2 separate regions of the Bos taurus genome follow, and region 1 is linked to region 2. Evidence: chromatin contacts called from public Hi-C data. All regions are on one chromosome and are shown on one strand. Each heading gives the region's core, a stretch centred on a gene start, on an enhancer-like site or on the middle of the called end of the contact. The rest is flanking DNA. Distances are from core to core; before and after follow the strand shown. Region 1 overlaps SUFU (SUFU negative regulator of hedgehog signaling). Region 2 holds the start of GBF1 (golgi brefeldin A resistant guanine nucleotide exchange factor 1).

Region 1 (3,335 bases), core at 448-2,947, 330 kb after region 2:
CAGCACTCTGTTTGTATGCAGGTGAATTTTGAAAGCCGGGTAGAGCATAACTTTGTTTCTTATGGGCTTCTCATGAAACAGGAACCGCAGACAGCCAGTAATGTGCCTGGCACGTGCCTGCCTCCTTCTCTTTTGCCCTTGCCCTTTGCAAGTCATTGCCATCTCTGAACATTTTATGCCTCTGTAGAAATCTCACAGGCCACAGGCAGCCTGTGTTAGTGCCAAGAGTTGGTGTTCTTTAGGAAGGCTGGGAGGGGGTAGGGAGAGGTAGCAGGCAGACAGGCAGCCTGCGGTCCCTGGGCTCATTACTGCAGACCTGGGAGTTCTCGGGCAGAAGCCTACTCATTCACAGATGATGCTCCTCTATTTACCTATTTACCTTTTCGATCACTGCCAGGATCCTCTGTTATCTCTCCTTTAACTTGGTTTCCTAGTAGCTTCTGCTTATGCAAGAACTGGAACCACATGGCTGTGTTTCCCTAAGCCCTTGTTCTGCAGCCACACTGGGATCCAGCACAGGGCATCATGGGCTGTTGCTTTGGCCCCTGTCCTAAGTGCCAAGTGCTAAGAAAGCACCCAGTCTTTAAGCTACTAGGGTAAGCAGCCTGTCCTTGCTCTACATACCGAGAACAGTTCTCCTTTCTAGTCTTCAGGCATCCCTAAGGCCAGCCAGCAGGACCCAGAGCACTAGTGTTCTTTAAAAGCAAGCAAAGCACCTCGGTGTGCGCCCAGTGGGAGCTGCTCTGTGCTCACTTGTGTCTCTGGGGTCTACTTGCAGCTGGTTTGTTTTAGAGCTGCTCCTGGCCCTTTGCTCCACACTCTACCACTAGCCAGTTGTGTGCGGGAACAAGTCCTCAGACTCCTCGGCATCTTTACCCTTTCTTGTTTACTCATAAAGTAAGTGGGCTGAGCTCATTGAGCCAAGAGATGTCTTCAGCTTCTTGCTTAGATGAGGGGCCCCAAGGTGGCCAGTGGAGAAGGAAAAACATAGACTCTATCCTGAGCAAACCTGCACGCCCCTGCCTAGGGCACAGAGAGCCACTCCCTGTTGTCAACTCAGAATCCTCAGCTTTGCCTGGGCTGATGGGAGCCCTGGAGATGGGGAGAGGGGGGCTGATGGGAAGGAGGCATCAGGCCAGGGCCACCTGCTGACGGTGTCCAGAAACAAGGACCCTCTCTGTAGGCTTACCTTGTGCTTTCTGAACAGGCTCCCCAGCCAAGCAGCAGGCCAGTATGGGCCTGTGGAGCCATGGGGAGAAGGTCCCCAGACAGGGAGGAGCAGATTCTAATTGAGGTCCTGACTCAGGAGCTTTATTTGGCCCACATGACTGTTTATGAACGAGGTTGCAGGAGCCTCCCAGATGACCTTTCATCCAAAGCCCAACAGCACAACTGTATTTTACCGGAAATCCCAGGGTATTTGTGTTCACCTCTTCCTTGAGACCATTTGGAGAGTGTTTGGACTCCACAATATCAAGGCCTGTGCGAAGGCAGGACCTCTGGTGGAGCTTGCAGATGCTCACCGCCCTCCCGGCCTCCAGTTCAGTCTAAGAAATGGAAAAGAATCTCCATCCAGAATCGTTGGCCAAACAAGTCAGCAATGCTGCAGGGAAAGTCCTGCCCTTCTGCTCTCTGGGGCTCGTCACCGTGTGACCACACCCTCTGCTGTTGGAAGAAGAAACTGCAGGTGTGGAGCTGGAGAGGTGGAGCTGAGTCCCAGTCTCTCCCGCCTGTGGCTGGCTTCCACACTGGCCTCTGGAGCAGGGCCGGGTGATCAGTCAGCAGAGGAAGGACTGTGCCTTTCCTCCAGGAGGTAGTTCCTGGCCCTGCTACGTCAGCTCCATAGGCCAGCACAGGGTGGGCAGAGTCAGGGCTCTGAAACAGGTGTGAAGGTCACTATACTGGAAGTCTAATGAGTGAGGAGAAGCTTCCCTTGGGATTTTCATTCTTCCCAGCTCCCCTAACTCCTGGTTCTCCTGGAGGAGCCCAGTGGCTGGCAGAGACTGTCACTCGTTAGTAACCAGGGCAGAATAGAGTCAGGAATCCTGTTCTTCTGACACCTGTCCCGTGCTTAGCTCTTACTCATGCTCGTGCTGGGTCCCTAAGTCATGTCCAGCTCTTTGTGACCCCATGGACTGTAGCCCACCAGGCTCCTCTGTCCCTGGGATTCTCCAGGCAAGAATACTGGAGTGGGTTGCCATCTCCTTCTCCAAGGTATCTTCCCTACCGAGGGGTCGAGCCCACCTCTCCCACATTGGCAGGTAGATTCTTACTGCTGAGCCACCAAGGAAGCCCTTACCTCTTATTGAGGCTCAGTAAATATGGGCAAGCAAATATGGGTGGTGACCTTGGGCCACTGGTTGGCTGAAGGAACTCTGGCTCTTTGGTTCTTTCCAAGCAGGAGCGAGTTGACAAAGGCATCGAGACAGACGGCTCCAACCTGAGTGGTGTCAGTGCCAAGTGCGCCTGGGATGACCTGAGCCGGCCCCCCGAGGATGACGAGGACAGCCGGAGCATCTGCGTGGGCGCTCAGCCCCGGCGGCTCTCCGGCAAAGGTGGGGGCCTTGCCTTCCCCTTGCCCAGGCTGGGTTTTAGCATTTCTTGGCAGTATTTAAACCGCCAGTGAGATCTCCAGCAAGGTGGAATGGAGGGAGCTTTACTGACCCATTTCTCCTGGGTTTTGTGTGTATGTATTTCACATTGTACCTCCAGCAGGGACCATTGTGTTTTAGGTTTGCCCCTTGCAATCTGAGGTCGGGGAGGTGAGTGGAAGCCCTAGAACAGTTACAGGAAACGACCATAGTCCACCCAAGTGCAGGAGAACAAGCCCTGGCCACCCACAGAATTGACACAGGGCCCAGCTCTAGCCTGAAAGCCATGCCAAACCCGAGGATCATACTGGCCTCAGCTCTGCCCAGGCCTCTGATGGGAAAGGCCTGAGTATGAGACCAGTTTATAGACTCTACCCCCCGCCCACACACACACTGTCTTGCAGATACAAAGTAAGGGCAGGGGCAAGCACCCTTACCTCTGAACCTAGGCGGGTGGGCCTTGGAGAAGGAGGGTATGGCTCTCCTGTTGGAAGCTCAGCATGCTAGTCTTGGCTAGAGAAGCAGTCATGGTTTTAAAGAAAGGGCATCCCTAACTATCTTCAAAAGAAAAGCAGCCATATATAAAGACATGTGCTTATAGCTGCTCTACTTCCTTTCTCTATGCTTCCCCCTTTCTTTATGTTTTGAAGAGTAAGATACTTGGTCCTGCATAAAATACAAACACATGTGATAGCAATTATAAAAGGTTTTCTTTCCATAAAGAACAACTTAAACCCCTCATGC
Region 2 (3,134 bases), core at 551-3,050:
GTTTCTCCATATTAGAGGATTCTAGCACAAGGCTTTGGATGTCTGGTTTTGAGACCACATTCCTATGGGGTTAGGAATGTAACTTCCTTAGACTTGCTGCTGCTGCTAAGTTGCTTCAGTCGTGTCTGACTCTGTGCAACCCCATAGATGGCAGCCCACCAGGCTCCCCCGTCCCTGGGATTCTCCAGGCAAGAACACTGGAGTGGGTTGCCATTTCCTTCTCCAATGCATGAAAGTGAAAAGTGAGAGGGAAGTCGCTCAGTCTTGTCTGACTCTTATTGACCCCATGGACTGCAGCCTACCAGGGTCCTCTGTCCATGGGATTTTCCAGGCAAGAGTACTGGAGTGGGGTGCCATTGCCTTCTCCGTCCTTAGATTTGAGTCATCCATAAGTGAGAGGAAATGGGGGAGAGAGCTGGATCTTTTTTTCATCTTTCTAGCAGTCTCTTCAGGTCTGTAGGGACACCTAGGCTTTATTCAAGCAGATAGGCTAGGAACTCCAACATTCAATCTGCAAGGAGAAAACTCATCCTTCTGTCCCCTTTCTACACAAACTACTAGGTCACTCTAAATATCCTAGCAACTTCTATCATCTCTTGCCAGGGGAGAGGCAACTAGGGGCATCTTGCTCTCAGATGTTTTATCATTTCTAAGGCTTCAGGAAAGCCTTCAGTTTCCTGTCACTGGTGATATGGACTAACCCGTGTGATTAGCTTTTTTCCGGATAGGTAAAGAATATCCAGGGACTTCCCAGGTGGTGTAATGGAAAGAATCTGCCTGCCAATGCAGGGGATGCAGGAGAGGCAGGCTCGATCCCTGGGATGGGAAGATCCCCTGGGGAAGGAAATGGGAACCCAGTATTCTTGCCTGTGAAATCCCACGGATAGGGGAGCCTGACGGGCTGCAATCCATGGGGTCACAAAGAGTCGATATGACCTAGAGACTGAGCAAAAGAAATCAAGGCTTAGGATGAGGGTCAGAGCTGAGTCACAGTCTAATAAACTAAAGTGTAAGAGGTATCGAGGGGCAGTGAAAAAAAGAACTGGACTAGAGGTGAGGACACTTAGGTTTGTCTCTGCTCTGTCATTAACTAGATATACAAACATGGGGGCTATCTTTCCATTCTGGGACTCAGTTTCCTGATCCATAAAATGAAAGGACTTGAATTAAATATCCAAGCCTGTTGTCACCTCCCATTGTCTATTTCAGGATGACAGGCATAAGGCACAAGACACAGAAACAAAGTTGAGATGGGACAGATTCATTATGAGAAGTCAAGCAAGCAGAAGGCACGGTGGGGGATGGGAGGTTGGAATAGATTGCTCCCTTGAGCTGCCTTGAAAGGAAACGATTCCTCAAGTTTATAGTATTGGCCCAGGTGACTTTAATAGGGAGAAGCGGCCGGTTTCGGCCTAGAGAGAATAGTGTCGGCCACTCAAGGCTCTCAAAACGGACTCCGCCCCCTTTCCAGCAAATCATAGCTTTCTTCCCCATAATGCCCAGCAGCCACTGCCAAACTGTGCACTGCAACCTAACTCTACCTAACTCCACCTCTCCAACTGCCAGCATAATTTCTGCTTTTTTACTGGTTCTAGGAACTGTCACTCAGAGAGTCCTCGTATCCGTTGGTTGTCCCCTGCCTATCTTTTTCTTTCCCTTGTAATCTCGCCTCTTTAGGCACTACCCGCCTCCCGACGCCAATTTCCTTCCTTCGATTGGGTAACCGAAATGCCATTTTTCACGATGCGAAGCTATGATTGGCTATGAGCGGCAGGGCTCGTGCAGATACCAGGCAGCGGGCTAGACTGAGGCTAGTTACCACGTCAGTGAGCTGACAGGGAAGGTAGCCGGCTCCACCGCCCGTTCTGGCCGACTCTTCCTGGCTAATTGGGTGGGCTTTGATTTCGGCCTCAACTCCCGGAAAGGGCTCCTTTCCTGCTCCTATCTGCCGCCAGAGCCGGGAGAGCCGCTCAGAGACGCCTTCGAGGCCCGGGCTGGACATGAACAGCCGCCGCCGGTCCTGGGACTAGGCCCCGCCATTTTGGATCCGCTGACAGGTCAGCGAAGTCTCTTATTAGAGTTCCAGTGTCGTGAAGGCCGCCCTGACATCACGAGAGGGAATAAGGAGAGGAGAGCCCTTAAACCGAATGAGCCGGGCGGGTTGGGTTAGGGACGCAGGGGCAAGAACGAGATGAGAGAGAGATTGTTGTGGGAGGGCACTGGGAGAGGTGCAGGGGGCAAAGGTCAGGCCTCTGCCGCCGGAGGGGCGACTTCAACTCTGCCTTTTGATCTCTTGCAAGTACCCGAATCCTTCTCCCTGTGTTTCCAGGCTTAGCCTATTTCCTGTCTTTTGGAGCTTCCCGCGTCTTCCTTCCAGTTTTCAGAAGCTGAAAGCAAACTTGCAGAGTATCATATCTACATTTCAGGGTTGATTTTTAGAGCTTGGATGAGAGTCTCACTGGATTTTGTGCAGCGCCCACTTCTGTGTGACTGCCTCTTTAACACAGCTGAACTGCTTCATTAATGATGGTGAACTAATCATCACTACTACTAGACCAGGTAGTGAGAAAGCTTGTGGAAGGACTGAGGCCAGCCTCCCGAGGACCTGTTTAAGAGAAGGCTTTCCTTTTATGGGGCTGCTCACCTGCCAGTCTGGGTCTGTGTGTAAACACTGGGCTTAATCTTCTGCGCCTCTTTCATCTTTTACAAATATTTTCTTCAGGTGTATATTTTTGGTTGCCATCTCTTCCCCAGGTCTTCTCTTCACTTGTCCTAAGGAGATGAAGTTTAATTTCAAGGAAGCCATTCTATTACAACATATTTGGAGGAGAGCAGAGAGGAATTTGAAAACCTGTGAAGTTGGTACTGTTGGCCTATTATTTTTAGTGGTAGGAAGAGTCATGAGAGATATTCAATCAGTTTAAAAGTGGTAGGGTCAGGACAGCAGAATGAATGATGGAACATAACCCCAAAGAGCGTAGTTTGTGGTGCTGTGATGACTTTGACAAACTGCTGTATTGTAAAGCTATAAGAGTCCCTCAGTGGTAAAGAATGCCTTTAAAAATAAGGAATAGGTATAGTGTCTTTTAATGCACGACATAGAACTTGGCATGCTTTTAAATCAGGTATACAAG

Evidence for each region. Hi-C and Micro-C count contacts between places; a contact is called where the count stands out from the background.
Region 1: a Hi-C map of liver shows a contact between it and region 2, with 2.2 times the contacts expected there. The contact joins the enhancer-like site here to the promoter of GBF1 in region 2. A contact is called at or near these places in 2 of 11 Hi-C or Micro-C datasets (liver and skin fibroblasts).

What each region holds. Positions count from the first base shown.
Region 1 is chr26:23,220,889-23,224,223 of ARS-UCD2.0, forward strand. It overlaps SUFU (SUFU negative regulator of hedgehog signaling), which reads left to right. Exons shown (of 11, transcript NM_001098083.2): 7 at 2,399-2,555. Among named protein-coding and RNA genes, the nearest start is that of TRIM8, 43 kb to the right of the region's middle. Within about 2 kb of position 1,698, at least 22 of the 102 cell types and tissues checked have an H3K27ac peak or open chromatin away from gene starts, as enhancers often do. A contact at or near this core is called in liver, where this site is marked.
Region 2 is chr26:22,887,556-22,890,689 of ARS-UCD2.0, forward strand. It overlaps GBF1 (golgi brefeldin A resistant guanine nucleotide exchange factor 1), which reads left to right and starts at 1,801. Exons shown (of 40, transcript NM_001081600.3): 1 at 1,801-2,057.